Linked DNA regions of Sus scrofa: region 1 is linked to region 2. Evidence: chromatin contacts called from public Hi-C data. All regions are on one chromosome and are shown on one strand. Each heading gives the region's core, a stretch centred on a gene start, on an enhancer-like site or on the middle of the called end of the contact. The rest is flanking DNA. Distances are from core to core; before and after follow the strand shown. Region 1 overlaps SDR9C7 (short-chain dehydrogenase/reductase family 9C member 7). Region 2 overlaps PTGES3 (prostaglandin E synthase 3).

The links. A called contact is a pair of places that touch in the nucleus more often than the background predicts.
Region 1: a contact with region 2 is called in a Hi-C map of liver, with 3 times the contacts expected there. The contact joins two enhancer-like sites. A contact is called at or near these places in 2 of 47 Hi-C or Micro-C datasets (both in liver).

What each region holds. Positions count from the first base shown.
Region 1 is chr5:22,230,436-22,237,715 of Sscrofa11.1, reverse strand. The region is part of intron 3 of SDR9C7 (short-chain dehydrogenase/reductase family 9C member 7); the gene reads left to right. Among named protein-coding and RNA genes, the nearest start is that of SDR9C7, 18 kb to the left of the region's middle. Within about 2 kb of position 3,930, at least 2 of the 83 cell types and tissues checked have an H3K27ac peak or open chromatin away from gene starts, as enhancers often do. A contact at or near this core is called in liver, where this site is marked.
Region 2 is chr5:22,007,304-22,014,410 of Sscrofa11.1, reverse strand. PTGES3 (prostaglandin E synthase 3) reads left to right here. Exons shown (of 8, transcript XR_002344304.1): 2 at 4,661-4,774; 3 at 4,930-4,999; 4 at 5,529-5,627. Among named protein-coding and RNA genes, the nearest start is that of PTGES3, 12 kb to the left of the region's middle. Within about 2 kb of position 4,585, at least 1 of the 83 cell types and tissues checked has an H3K27ac peak or open chromatin away from gene starts, as enhancers often do. A contact at or near this core is called in liver, where this site is marked.

The DNA of each region.
Region 1 (7,280 bases), core at 2,681-5,180, 220 kb before region 2:
TTTAAAAAATATACCCAGAAACTCTGGAAGGGCTAAGGTTAATCACTCAATCAAATTCATGGGGAGTTCCTGTCGTGGCACAGTGGTTAACGAATCCGACTAGGAACCATGAGGTTGCGGGTTCGATCCCTGCCCTTGCTCAGTAGGCTAACGATCCGGCGTTGCCGTGAGCTGTGGTGTAGGTTGCAGACACGGCTCGGATCCTGCGTTGCTGTGGCTCTGGCGTAGGCCGGCAGCTACAGCTCCGATTCGACCCCTGGCCTGGGAACCTCCATATGCCGCGGGAGCGGCCCAAGAAAAGGCAAAAAGACAAAAAAAAAAAAAAAAAAAAAAAAAAATTCATGGCCGTTATCTAACTGTAGGGGGAGGTCTTATTTTAGTGAATGCTCTCCTGGACCTCATACATCAACAGAGTAAAAAGTCAAGCCGCCAAAACCATGACAGCCATTTATTCGCTTAATACACATTTTATTGAGAGCCTACCACACACCAGCCACTGGGTAGGGCTGGGGCTGAAAGTGGCCAAAGCAGCAAGGTACACAGATGGCTGCCTGTAGCTTGAGGTCCAGTTGGAGGAAATGGATCTTAATAAAAATTCACGTTTTATGACAAATGTGGATAATACCATGGAGAGAAACATAGGGCCATGAAAAGAAGAATGGAGTTGGGAGTGAAGCCCCAGCTTCGATTATGGCGTAGGGAGGGCCCTCTGAATTGACTTTGGGGAAGAGTAAGTTAGGCATTTTTGGCAAGTGGAAAGTGGAGATAGGCAGGAAAATTTTTCCAGGAAGGCCTTGAGGCAGGAAACTATAGGAATTTTTAAAGACGATGGGGAGCAGTGTGGGGGGAAGAGAGGAGACAGAGGATAAATTAGAGCATGAAAGCACACTGAGGATAAAGGCTGTGATCTGATTCGTGATCGGAAAGACTGCTCTCTGGTTGCCGCAGTATTCCAGGTTAGCCGCATTTGAAGTGTGGCCGGGAAAGAAGTGGAGGAGATGGAAAGAAGTTGATAGATGCCGAGTGTATATTAGACCTGCTGGTCCTGGGAGAGAGAGGAAGTCATCCTGGATGAATACTAGGTTTAATTTGAGAAAGCCGGTAGACGGAGGCATCATTCATTCACTGATTTAGGGAAGAGTCAGGGAGAAGTATACCTTGGAGAAAGTAATCTTTTAGTTCTGGACATATTAGAACTCTGTGAGGAGAAAAAAGTCCTGAGGATCAGTTAGGGCTTTCTTAGTTACAAGTGATAGAAAATCCAACCCAAATTATTTAAGCATAAAAGGAATTTCTTTTTTTTTTCATTTTTAAAAGTTTTATTGAAGTATAGTTGATTTACAAGGTTGTAATAATTTCTGCTGTACAGCAAAGTGATTCAGTTATACATGTACACACGTTCATTCTCTTTCAGATTCTTCTCCCACATAGATTATAACAGTATATTAGGTAGAGTTCTATACAGCAGGTACCCATTGACCAGTCATTCCATATACCTCAGTGTGCAGATGTCAATCCCAAGCCCCCAGTCATCCCTCCCCCTCCACCTGTCCCCTTTGGTAACTATACATTTTTCAAAGTCTGAGAGTCTGCTTCTATTCTGCAAATAAGTTCATTTGTATCCTTTTTTTTGAAGATTCCACATATAAGTGATATATGATGTTCGTCTTTTTTTTTTTTTTTTTGTCCTTTTTGTCTATTTAGGGCCACACCTGCAGCATATGGAGTTTCTCTGGCTAGGGGTTAAATTGGAGCTGTAGCTGCCGCCCTACACCAAAGACACAGCAGTGCCAGATTTGAGCTGCGTCTGCAACCTACACCAAAGCTCAAAGCAATGCCGGATCCTTAATCCACTGAGCGAGGCCAGGGGTTGAACCCATGTCCTCATGGACACTAGTTGGGTTCATTAACCACTGAGCTACAGTGGGAACTCCTGATGTTTGTCTTTCACTTCTAGCTTCACTTAGTATGATAATCTCCAGGTCCATTCATGACATTATTTCATTCCTTTTTATGGTTGAGTAATATTCCATTTTATATATGTACCACATCTTCTTTATCCATTCCTCTGTTGGTGCACATTTAGGTTGCTTCCATGTCTTGGCTGTTGTTAATAGTGCTGCAGTGAACATTGGGGTGCATGCATCTTTTCAAATTATGGTTTTCTCTGGATAGATGTTCAGGAATGGGATTGCTGGACAGTATAATAGTTCCATTTTTAGTTCTTTGAGAAAACTCCATACTGATTCCCATAGTGGTTGCATTATATTCCCACCAACAATATAAGAGAGTTCCCAGAAAAGGAACTTCTTCATACTTATTACTAAAAAAATTTAAGGATACGGACTTCAGGCACAGCCTGATCCAGTCCATACATGATGTTGTTAGGACCTGCTTTAACTCTATTCTTTTTTTTTTTTTCAGTACTTACAGATTTATTCAGGCCTATTAAAGGCCTTAAAACAACCAAGAATCGTAATAAGTATTTGAACAGAGAGCAGGGTATTCCAAATGCTAAATAAATCATTAGAATCAGAGCTAGTACACCAGCTGTATTAACCTATGTGAGTGCCCTTTATCCTGTACTCAATCTGTTGACACTTGCCCTTTACAGTCCAGCCACAGTAAACCTTTCACTAGTTGAGGAAATCTCTATTTTCATTTCAAATCACCGTATTTCTTGGTTCTAGTTTCTTTTCCTTTCTTTTCTATTGAATCTGCTGCATGTGGAAATTCCTGGGCCAGGAATTGAACTTGTGCTGCAGTTGTGACCTACACCATGGCTTTGGCAAAGGGAACTTCCTTTCTTTTTTTTTTCTTTTTAGGGCCGCACCTGTGGCATATGAAAGCTCCCAAGCTAGGGGTCGAATCAGAGCCTACGCCACAGCCATAGCAATGTGATGGGATCCAACCTGCATCTACGACCTACACCACAGCTCATGGCAACTCCAGAACCTTAACCCACTGAGTGGGGCCAGGGATCGAACTCACATCCTCATGGATGCTAGTCAGGTTTGTAACCTGGTGAGCCACAACAGGAAATACCACCCCCTCTTTTTTTTGGTTCTGCTGCTTTTCTCTTGGCTTCAGTCTCACAGGCTGTGGGGTCACATGGCTGCAACACCTTCTCATTGCCTCCTAGGATCGTCCTTTCCAATGGTTCCCCCAAAAGGTGGGTCAGTGACTTGGTGGGCCAGTGATGGCAGGAACAGAGGGAATCACAGGGTGTACCCAACCTTGAGCCCATCACTGTGCCCAGGAGAATATGATCTGATTGACTCAGGTTTGGTCATGTGGAAAGAATGATCCAAATTATTTATGAAGCCATGATGAGGCTAGGGTGAAGCAGATTCAGCTATTGTCTGAAAACCTCACAAAGGCATTTGCTAAGTAAGGTAGCTCAATGCAAGCAGAAGTTATAGAGTCTTCAGTGTGGTCCATAAAAGAATATGTAGAAAGGCAAACTTCCTCTAAAAACCACTGTCGAAAAGCTGATTTTGTTCTTCCAATGAATAGTAACGGTTGGATTTATAAAATACCGTAGGCTGATTTCATTTTCTCCTGAAATTATCCACTCCATGATTCCAGGGGAAATTTTTCAGACAGGCACTTGACTACATTTAGATGAAAAATTTTCCAGGCAACTGGTTGTGGTTCCCTCTGCCTTGGGAGCCCCATGGGGCAGCAACTGTGCCCTTGCTTTCTAGCATCTTACACAGTATCAGGCTTTTTCACTAAATACTTGATGAATTTTTTAAAATGCAAATGCTGTTCTTTACACTTTACAATGGTAGAAGACAGAAAGATGGCTTAAGTCCTTCTCTGGTTGATTATTCCCATGCAGGGAACAGAAAGTACATACATGAAGGGTAACTTGAATTTCTTTTGCCATCCTGCCTGACTTCTCAATGACAGGTGGCAATTTGAAGGTTACATAACCAGAGTGTACCTTGTCTCATTTTATTGCTACATGTGTATAAGCAGGTCAATCTGGTCACTTCAAGCTTTGGCTTTTATTTATTTATTTTTTTGCTTTTTAGGGCTGCACCAACAGCATATGGAAGTTCCCAGGCTAGGGGTCGAATCAGAGCTACTGCTTCCAGCCTACATCACAGCTGCAGCAACCCAGAATCCAAGTTGTATTTGCAACCTACACCATAGCTCACGGCAACACCGGATCCTTAACCCATTGAGGGAGGCCAGGGATAGAACTCTAGTCTTCATGGATACTAGTCAGATTTGTTTCCACTGAACCATGATGGGAACTCCCTGGCCTTTATTTTTATTTTTATTTATTTTTATTTTTTTGTCTTTTTTCCATTTCTTGGGCCGCTCCCACGGCATATGGAGGTTCCCAGGCTAGAGGTCTAATCGGAGCTGTGGCTGCTGGCCTATGCCAGAGCCACAGCAACGCGGGATCCGAGCCGCATCTGTGACCTACACCACAGCTCACGGCAAAGCCGGATCCTTAACACACTGAGCAAGGCCAGGGATCAAACCTGCCACCTCATGGTTCTTAGTCGGATTCGTTAACCACTTCGCCACGATGGGAACTCCCCTGGCCTTTATTTTTATTTGTATTTTATTCGTTTGTTTGTTTGACTGCCTGCCCATTCACCTCTTCCAAGCTCAGTCTTTTGCAAACCAAACAGGCATACATCCTTCCAGGAAGGACACTGAACAAAGGGTAATATGCCAAATCTCAAATAGAACAGTTCATGCCCTTTGATACAGTGATGTTGTAAAGACAAACATAAACCCTTAATGTTCCCTTATCTGTAGATTTATTTCCATGCTATGAAACTGTTTCATAACTGAACTGTTTCTAAAGCTATGTAGAGCTGGCCTATGACATAATTATCATAATATGGCCGTCTTTCTTTCTTTCTTTTTGTCTTTTTGTCTTTGGGCCGAACCCATGACATATGGAGGATCCCAGGCTAGGGGTCTAATTGGAGCTGTAGCTGCCGGCCTACACCACAGCCACAGCAATGCCAGAACTGAGCCACATCTGCAACCTACACCACAGCTCACGGCAATGCTGGATCCTTAACCCACTGAGCGAGGCCAGGGATCAAACTCGCAACCTCGTGGTTCCTAGTTGGATTCGTGTCCACCGTGCCATGACAGGAACTCCCCCATCTTTCTTACAGTGTTTAATGCTCTGTAACTTAACTACAGTAGTGTTGAATATTGAAGTATAAATATATTTATTATAGTAACAAAAAATATTTCCAAGTAATCATACTTTAATTTTCACTTCAGTTTTATTGCTGTTTACTTGGATACAAGATACACAGATGAGACAAAAATCTCTGGGAGTCTAGCAGGGGAGATCTGAAAGCAAATACCACACCACGTGCATAGTTGTGCTCCATCATTCATGCATACAAAGCAATGGTACAGGGATTTAACTCTGCTGTCACAAAAGCCTTCACAGAAATGACCACTGGGGCATTAGTGAGTTTTGAAGAATGAATAGGAGTTCACCAAAAGGGAAAATAATAGCAGGTGTTTCCCACAGAGGGAGGACTATGAGCAGCAGTTTGGAGATCTGACAGCACTATATGTTTTCAAAGGCAAGATGGATTTAGGATGTAGATGATAACGATCCCTCTAACCAGGTTACACAACTCTCTCAACTTCATTTTCTTCATGATAAAGTATAATAATTCCCTTCTTGTGGGTTGTTAGGAGAATTAAACAAGAATGTACTCAGCTCAGCCACAGAAGGGCTCAACAAACGTTAGCCATGACATATGACTAGCATGGCTTAAGTGAACAGTGAAGGGGTGGGGGATGGGGAGGAAGCCAGGAGATTTTTGAGTCAGATCATAATAGGCTTCGATGGCTCCACTAAGCCTGGCTCTCATTCTGAAGGCTTTTGGAGAGTCTTTTAAAAGGCTCTGCAGGAACTCCTGTTGTGGCTCAGTGGTTAACGAATCTGACTAGGAACAATGAGGTTGTGGGTTCGATCCCTGGCCTTGTTCAGTGGGTTAAAGATCCAGTGTTGCCGTGAGCTGTGGCATAGGTTGAAGACACAGCTCGGATGCCGCGTTGCGTGGCTCTGACCTAGGCCGGTAGCTACAGCTCCGATTGGATTCCTGGGAACCTCCATGTGCCTCGGGTGTGGCCCTAGAAAAGACAAAACACAGAAGAAGAAAAAAAAAAAAGCCTCTGCAGTGACCTGATTGTGTGCTGTGGGAATGAAGGTGGAGACTTGGGACCAGCTTGGAGGCAACTGCCGAAACACAGTGAAAAGATGACAAAGGCATGAAGTTAAAATCCTTGGTGGTTGTGGGAAGTATGTGTCTATGTGGGATAGTGTTTGGCCATGGAGACAGACTGAAGAAACATTTAGGAGTGGTCATGCAGCTCCACTGGACACAAACTCCTGTAAGTTATTGTGGCCAACAGAAAAGGCCCCTGGCTTGTGAACTCCAGGACTAGGTCAGGTATCTTGGAGTGATTTTTAGCTATACCCAAAATAGAACCATATTGGAAATGTTTAGTTAATAGCAACCTAACATAGGCACATTCTGGAAGAAGCAGCACACCCAGTCACCAGGACAGGCATGTGAACAGGACGCAGTGTTCTGGTCTTCACAGGCCTGGAATTGAGCCTCAATATGGCTTGGTTAGCATGTTTCAGAACAGTATAGCCACCTGCTAGCATTCATTGTCTCAGCCCCTCTGGGGAAGTCCCTTTAGTCCCATTTCTTTCTAGGGTAGGATCAGGACTCTTGGATCCTACTAAGTGCCAAAGCCTGGTACCTGCTGTTTTATAGGCTTTTTGTTTCGTTTGTTTTGGCTTAATTCTCAGAATAGCACAAACATTTCTTGGATGCCTGAACACTAAGCCCACATGTCCTTCCTCACTGTCCAGGAGAGTGACAGGGGCTTCCTCACGGTCTTCTCACTCTTCTAGCAGCGTTCCCAGCACAAAGCGAGGGCACAATAAATATTTGAGAGAACAAGGAAAGAATGTGCCTTAGACTGTTTCCAGGTCTCAGGTAGCTTCTGCCACCCCACTGCCTCTGCAGGTCCATCCGGTCTTACAGAGCCTAGTTCCAAAGCCATCTGCTCCTGCCAGCATGCCCTGCCCTCGTCAGCCCGCACAGCCTTCCCTGGCTTAGAGGGATCTGTAATCCCAAGCTTCTTGAGTCCTTTGACACTCGCCTCCCTGCCTGGGACCTACTGGGGGCAGACCCCGTGTCAGAGCCAAGGACAGAACACAGAGCGTTGGATTCCTAGGGCATTATTGCTCTATAGACAGTCTG
Region 2 (7,107 bases), core at 3,336-5,835:
TTTCTGCTGGGCCACAATGAGAACTCCCTGTTTTTTGTTTTTTCGCTGCACCCACAGCGTGCAGAAGTTCCTGGGCCAAAGATCAAACCCGTGCCTCAGCTGTAGCTTAGAGCCACAGCAGTGACAGTGCTGGATCCTTAACCTGATGAGCCGCAGGGAAATTCCTCAATGTTATTATTTTTTTATTTACCCAGTTACGGAATAAATTCTTTTCTGCTGTGGCCAGGGACGGCTATGACCTAGTCCTAACTTGGTTTTCAATCTTAAGTTTTATGAACTTACCCCAAATTACATATGATATAGTTGTGTTAGTAGTTTATACAAGTTGTGGGGGTTTTTGTTTGTTTTTTGTCTTTTCTTTTTTTCTTTTTGCCTTTTCTAGGGCCACTCCCTAGGTCCCCAGGCTAGGGGTTGAATCAGAGCTACAGCTCCAGCCTACACCAGAGCCACAGCAACGTGGGATCTGAGCCGTGTCTGCGACCTACACCACAGCTCACAGCAACACCAGATCCATAACCTACTGAGCAAGGCCAGGGATCGAACCCGCAACCTCATGGTTCCTAGTCGGATTCGTTAACCACTGTGCCACGATGGGAACTCCTAAAAGTTTTTTAATTCAGTCTGCTTTACACATAGTAAACTATTAGAAGAATTACAGTAACTGGGAAATGTTACTTAGCAAATTTTTTCCATTTAGCTTTGCTGGTTGTTTTAGTCTGTTTGGGTTACTGTAACAAAATAGTTGCAGGGTAGTTTATCAACAACAGTTTATTGTCCACTGTTTGCTGCAGGCTGGTGAAGGGGCCCACATCCTGATTCATAGCTTCTTGCTGTGTCCTCATAGCAGTGAAAGGGGCTTTAGAGGTCTTTTGGAGCCTCTCTTACAATGAAATATTATTTATGAGGATTCTATTCTCATGACCTAAGTATGTTCCAAAGGTTCTACCTTCTAATACCATCACATTGAGTATTAGAGGGCATGCATTTGGGGGGAAGGGGTGGCATGCATTCAGATCATTGTACTGGTGCATCCATTTTTTTTAAAGTGAGGGGTGCTTTTGGTTTTCTACAAATGAAAGATAAACCCCACCAAGTTCTGTTTGTTGAAAATGGTATTTGTGGAGTTCCTGCCGTGTACATTAGGTTAAGAACACGACTGCAGCTCAGGTCAAGGAGGTACGGATTCAATCCCTGGCCCAGCACAGCGGGTTAGAAGATCCGGTATTGCTGCTGCTGTGGCTTGGATTCAGTCTCTAGCCTGGTGCAGAAATTTCTGTGTGCCATCAGTGGGACCTAAAATAAAAACACAATATTTGGGAGCAAATGTGGTTTCCATTCTGTCTTTTTGAGACAAACTAAGAGAATTTTAGGTTATACAAAATTTAGTTGCTTGAATAGACATAACCCTAAAGTTGAGCTTAGAAGTAATTATTAGAAGAACTATCAATGTCCCACAGTGGGATTTCTTGGGTATTTTTTGCTTTAGGTAGTGTCCTATTCACCTAATGGATGCAGAGGTAAAGTTTTTGCATCTGTAGGTGGGTTACTATTACAGTGAATTCAGGGGAGTTCCCATCATGGCTCAGTGGTTAAGGAATCCGACTAGGAACCATGAGGTTGCGGGTTTGATCCCTGACCTTGCTCAGTGGGTTAAGGATCCAGCGTTGCTGTGAGCTGTGGTGTAGGTTGCAGACACGGCTCGGATCTGCTGTGGTTGTGGCCGGTGGCTACAGCTCTGATTAGACCCCTACCCTGGGAACTTCCATATGCCACGGGAGCAGCCCTAGAAAAGCAAAAAGACAAAAAAAAAAAATAAATCAAATGAATTCAGAAGTTCTCTTGTGGTGCAGCCAGTTAAGGCTCTGGCATTGTCACTGCAGCAGCTTGGGTCACTGGGTGGCACAGGTGTGACCAAAAAAATAAAATGAATTGACAGACCTGAACAGTAGTTAGGATTTTTACAAATGTTTGTATAAAGCAAGAGATAAAGTGAACATAGTTAAGGAGCTAAAGCTAAATCAGACTTTCTATTAATAGAAAGTTTTTGTTTTCTTTGGCCTCGTGCACAGCAAGTGGAAGTTCCCTGGGCCAGGGATTGAATCCCAGCACAGCTGTGACCTATGCCACATCTGTAGCAATGCTGGATCCTTAACCCACTGCTCCACAGAAGAAACACCTATATTTTTTAGGTTTTTTATTAGTTTGAGGTCACTTAGTAAATATTAGGCTTTATAGGCTGCAAATAATCTGTCTCACATTCTTGTGTTTGTTTTTTGGGTTTTTTTTTTTTTTTTTTTTTTCATCTCTTCTGGGGCCGCACTCAGGCGTATGGAGGTTCCCAGGCTAGGGGCTGAATCGGAGCTGTGGCCACCAGCATACACCACGGCCGCAGCAACTTGGGGATCCGAGCTGCATCTGCAGCCTACACCACAGCTCACGGCCACGCCAGATCCTTAACCCACTGAGCAACGCCAGGGATCAAACCTACAACCTCATGGTTCCTAGTCGGATTCGTTAACGACTGAGCCACGATGGGAACGCCAGTAACTTTTTTTTTTTTTTTTTTTTTTTAAGTATGAGGAATTTTCTAGTGGCTCAGTGGGTTAAGGAGCTGGTGTCATTGCTGCCTTAATTTCTGTACCACAAAAGAGCTTTTGTGTGTGTGTGTGTGTGTTTTGCTTTCTAGGGCCTCACCCGTGGCATATAAAGGTTCACAGATTCTAGGGGTTGAATCAGAATTGCAGCTGTGGGCGACAGCCGCAGGATCCAAAATTCGTCTGCAGCCTGTGTCAAAGCTTGTGGCAGCTCCAGATCCCCAAACTACAAAATGAGGCCAGGGATCCAACCCACATCCTCATTTATACTGCTCAGGTTTGTTCCTCCTGAGCTGCCGCAGGAACTCCCTATGCATTTTTATTTTTTTTTTTTTTATTTTTATTTTTTTTTGTCTTTTGTCTTTTTGTCTTTTGTTGTTGTTGTTGTTGCTATTTCTTGGGCTGCTCCCGCGGCATATGGAGGTTCCCAGGCTAGGGGTTGAATCAGAGCTGTAGCCACCGGCCTACGCCAGAGGCACAGCAACGCGGGATCCGAGCCGCGTCTGCAACCTACACCACAGCTCATGGCAACGCCGGATCGTTAACCCACTGAGCAAGGGCAGGGACCGAACCCGCAACCTCATGGTTCCTAGTCGGATTCGTTAACCACTGCGCCACGACGGGAACTCCTGCATTTTTAATTAATAGAAACCCAGAGAGTTTCAACTATTTTGATCAATTTGCAGTTATTGTTTCAAATTGTCCAAATCGTAATAGCCAAGGAAAGAGAGACTCTTTTTTCCTAATTATTTTTTTTATTTTTTTTGTCTTTTTGCCTTTTCTAGGGCCGCACCTGCGACATATGGAGGTTCCCAGGCTAGGGGTCTAATTGGAGCTGTTGCTGCCAGCCTACGCCACAGCCACAACACCAGATCTGAGCCTCGTCTGCGACCTAAAGCACAGCTCACAGCAATGCCGGATCCTTAACCACTGAGCAAGGCCAGGGATCAAACCCGCAACGTCATGGTTCCTAATCCAATTCGTTACCACTGAGCCATGATGGGAACTCCGAGACTCTTAATTGTTGCCTCCTGATCTTGTTTCTAATAAATAGCTTCATCTACACTGAGAGCTGTCCCAAGCTTGGAGCTAGAGTCTACAGTTTCTCTATAGGTATTTCCTTTTAGTTGGAATTAAGTAGTATTTTGGCCCTGGTGTGTTCATTGCCATTTTTTGTTATTGTTAGTAGTGCTTTTTAAGGATGGGATTATCTGGTTAACGTTGGAGATTACCATTTCTATTTCTTTTTCTTTTTTCTATAGTTGCACCCACAGCATATGAAACTTCCTAGGCTAGGGGTAGAATCAAAGCTGCAGCTGCCGGCCTACACTACACCCACAGCAATGCAAGATCCAAGCTGCATTTGTGGTAATGCCAGATCCTTAACCCTTAACCCACTGAGCGAGGCTGGGGGACTGAACTCGCATCTCAAGGCTTCATACTCGCTGAGCCGTAACAGGATCTTCTTGCCTTCTCTAATTTTTAACTTCAGATATGATAGCAGTGTTCCAGAGTAGAGTATGGCTAGTCAAGTTTAACAGTCATGTAAAAATGTTGTTGAGCAATTAGAAGTTGGCTGCAGTTTTGGGACTTTAAACTTCTACTCCTTTGGGTTGGTAATTTCAGCTTGGAATGCAAATGTAGGGTAAAATGTAGTTTACTTTTTTTTTTCCCCTTTTTAGGGCCGCACCCAAGGCATATGGAGGCTCCCAGGCTACAGGTCAAATCAGAGCTGCAACTGCCAGGCTACACCACAGCTACAGCAACAACAGATATGAGCTGGGTCTTTGACCTACACCACAGCTCACCGCAGCACCGGAGCTTACCCCATTGAGCAAAGCCAAGGATCAAACCCACAACCTTGTGGTTCCCAGTCAGATTTATTTCCACTGGGCCGCAACGGGAACTCCCTAGTTTACATTTGAAATTGTAATAAACTGCCTGGAAATAATCAATGCTGTGATGGCACACAGAAGTACTTTACTCACATGCTAAATTGTGAGGGTTATGTAAACATTCAGTTAGTGAATTCCAGCTTACCTTTGTCTAATTTTATCTCTTTGTAGGCAGCCTGCTTCTGCAAAGTGGTACGATCGAAGGGACTATGTCTTCATTGAATTTTGTGTTGAAGACAGTAAAGATGTTAATGTAAATTTTGAAAAGTCCAAGCTTACATTCAGGTAAATTATTATTTACACCATTGACTAAAGAAGCTAGTTTCACACAACTTAAGTAACTTTGGTTTGCTTGTTTTTGTTTGCTGAAGTTACTGCTAATACATCTTTTTGAAGAGGCTAATTTTTTTTCCTTTTTTTTTTTTTTTTTTTTTGTACAGTTGTCTTGGAGGAAGTGATAATTTTAAACATTTAAATGAAATTGATCTTTTTCACTGTATTGATCCAAATGTAAGTAGTCTTGCTCTTTAGTCCCAGTTTAAACTGTGAGGAAATGGACATAATTTAAATACTCATTATTAGAGATAAGCACTGAATTTTTTAACAGTTCAGAGGCTAAGTGTAATTATATATCTTGCATTATTTTCCCCATTCTAACTACCTTTTTTTTAGATTGGGGTGTAGTTGATATAAGGGTAGTACTCTTGGGGTTTGTCTTATTTAAATATAGGCACATCTAAGTATGTTTTACGATTTTACCATATTGAGTTAATTTTTCTAAGGTTTTATTAACCTGTGCAGGTAAGGGAAAAGTGGTGATTTCCTTGCAATTGGATAGCCTCTGAAATCTCTAGTAGTGTAGAGGTGTTTCAGGGTTTAGAGAAAGTATAGGGTAAAAAAGTAGGAGAGGCGTTTGCATTGTGGCACAGTGGAAATGAATTCAACTAGTATCATCATGATGCGGATTTGATCCATAAGCCTCAAAGTAGGTTAAGTATCTGGCATTCCATGAGCCATGGTGTCTTATTTTTGTTTTTAGGATTCCAAGCATAAAAGAACGGACAGATCAATTTTATGTTGTTTACGAAAAGGAGAATCTGGCCAGTCATGGCCACGGTTAACAAAAGAAAGGGCGAAGGTAGGTTCCTTTTTTTTTTTTTTTTAAGTTTAATATTTTTAAGTAACTAAAGATACAGGAAAGAAAACGATCAACAAAATGGAAAGACAAACCTAGTGAATGGGAGAATATATTTGCAAATCACATATCGGATAATATCCAAAGTAAATGAAGAATTCATACAACTCAATAACAACAACTCAGTTGAATAATGAGAGGATTTAATAGACATTTTCCCAAACAAGACATACAGCTATCCAGCAAGCATTTAGAAAGATGTTCAACATCAGTAATTATTAAAGACATGCAAATCACAACCACAGTGAGGTAGCACCTCATAACTGATAGCTCTACGAGATAACCTCTCACAGTTAGAATGGCTAATATCAGAAAGACAGATAAGGAGTTCCTGTTGTGGCTCAGTGGTTAATGAATCTAACATCCATGAGGACGTAGATTGGATCCCTGGCCTTGCTCATTGGGTTAAGGATCCAGTGTTGCCACGAGCTGTGGTGTAGATTGCTGACACGGCTCAGATCCTGAGTGGCTGTGGCTGTGGCTGTGGCTTAGGCCAGCAGCTACAGTTCCCGATTTGACCCCTAGCCTGGGAACTGCTATATGCCTTGAGGGTGGCTCTAAAACAAATAAAAGATGACAACATGTTGAAGAGAATGTAAAGAAAGGGGAACCTTTGTATATTGTTGGGATGGTATATCGGTGCAGCCACTATGGAAAACAGTATGAATGTTTTCTCCAAAGATGAACTACCAAATGATCCAGCTATTGCACTGCTCGGTATTTATCCAAAGAATATAAAAACACTAATTGGGAAGATGTATGCTATTCCTCTGTTGACTGCAGCATTATTTACAATAACCAATATATGCAAACAACCATAGGTTCCATTGATAGGTAAAATGGATGAACTGTGTTGTGTATATTCTATTGAAAAAAAATGAAATTTTGGAGTTCCCTGTGGCACAGTGGGTTAAGTATCCTGCAGTGTCATTGCAGTGGCCCTGGTCACTGCTGTGGCACACGTTTGCTCCTTGGCACTGGGAACTTGCACATGCCACAGGTGACACCCAAAAAATGTGTATGTGAAATTCGGCCGTTTTCAGCAACATGGATGGACCTTGAGGATAATACACTAAGTAAAATAAGTCAGAAGGTAAAAAGATAAATGTAATTTTAACAACAGATGAATGAACAAAACCAAAACTCATAGATTCAGAGAACAGATTGGTGGTTACCATAGGGGAAGGGGTACAAGGAGTCAGTGGTATGGTAACAATTGGCAAGTGGACTTAGAGGGTAATCACTTTGTAGTGTACACAGGTGTGTTTTGTCTTTAGTTTTACTGGAATACGGTTGACTTACAAAGTTGTGTTAATTTCAGGTGTGGGGACACAGATGTTGGGTTATAATATACACTCAAAACTTTGTTTTTTAGCCTTTTTTGGACTGTACCCTTGGCATGAGAGGCCAGAGTTCAAACCCC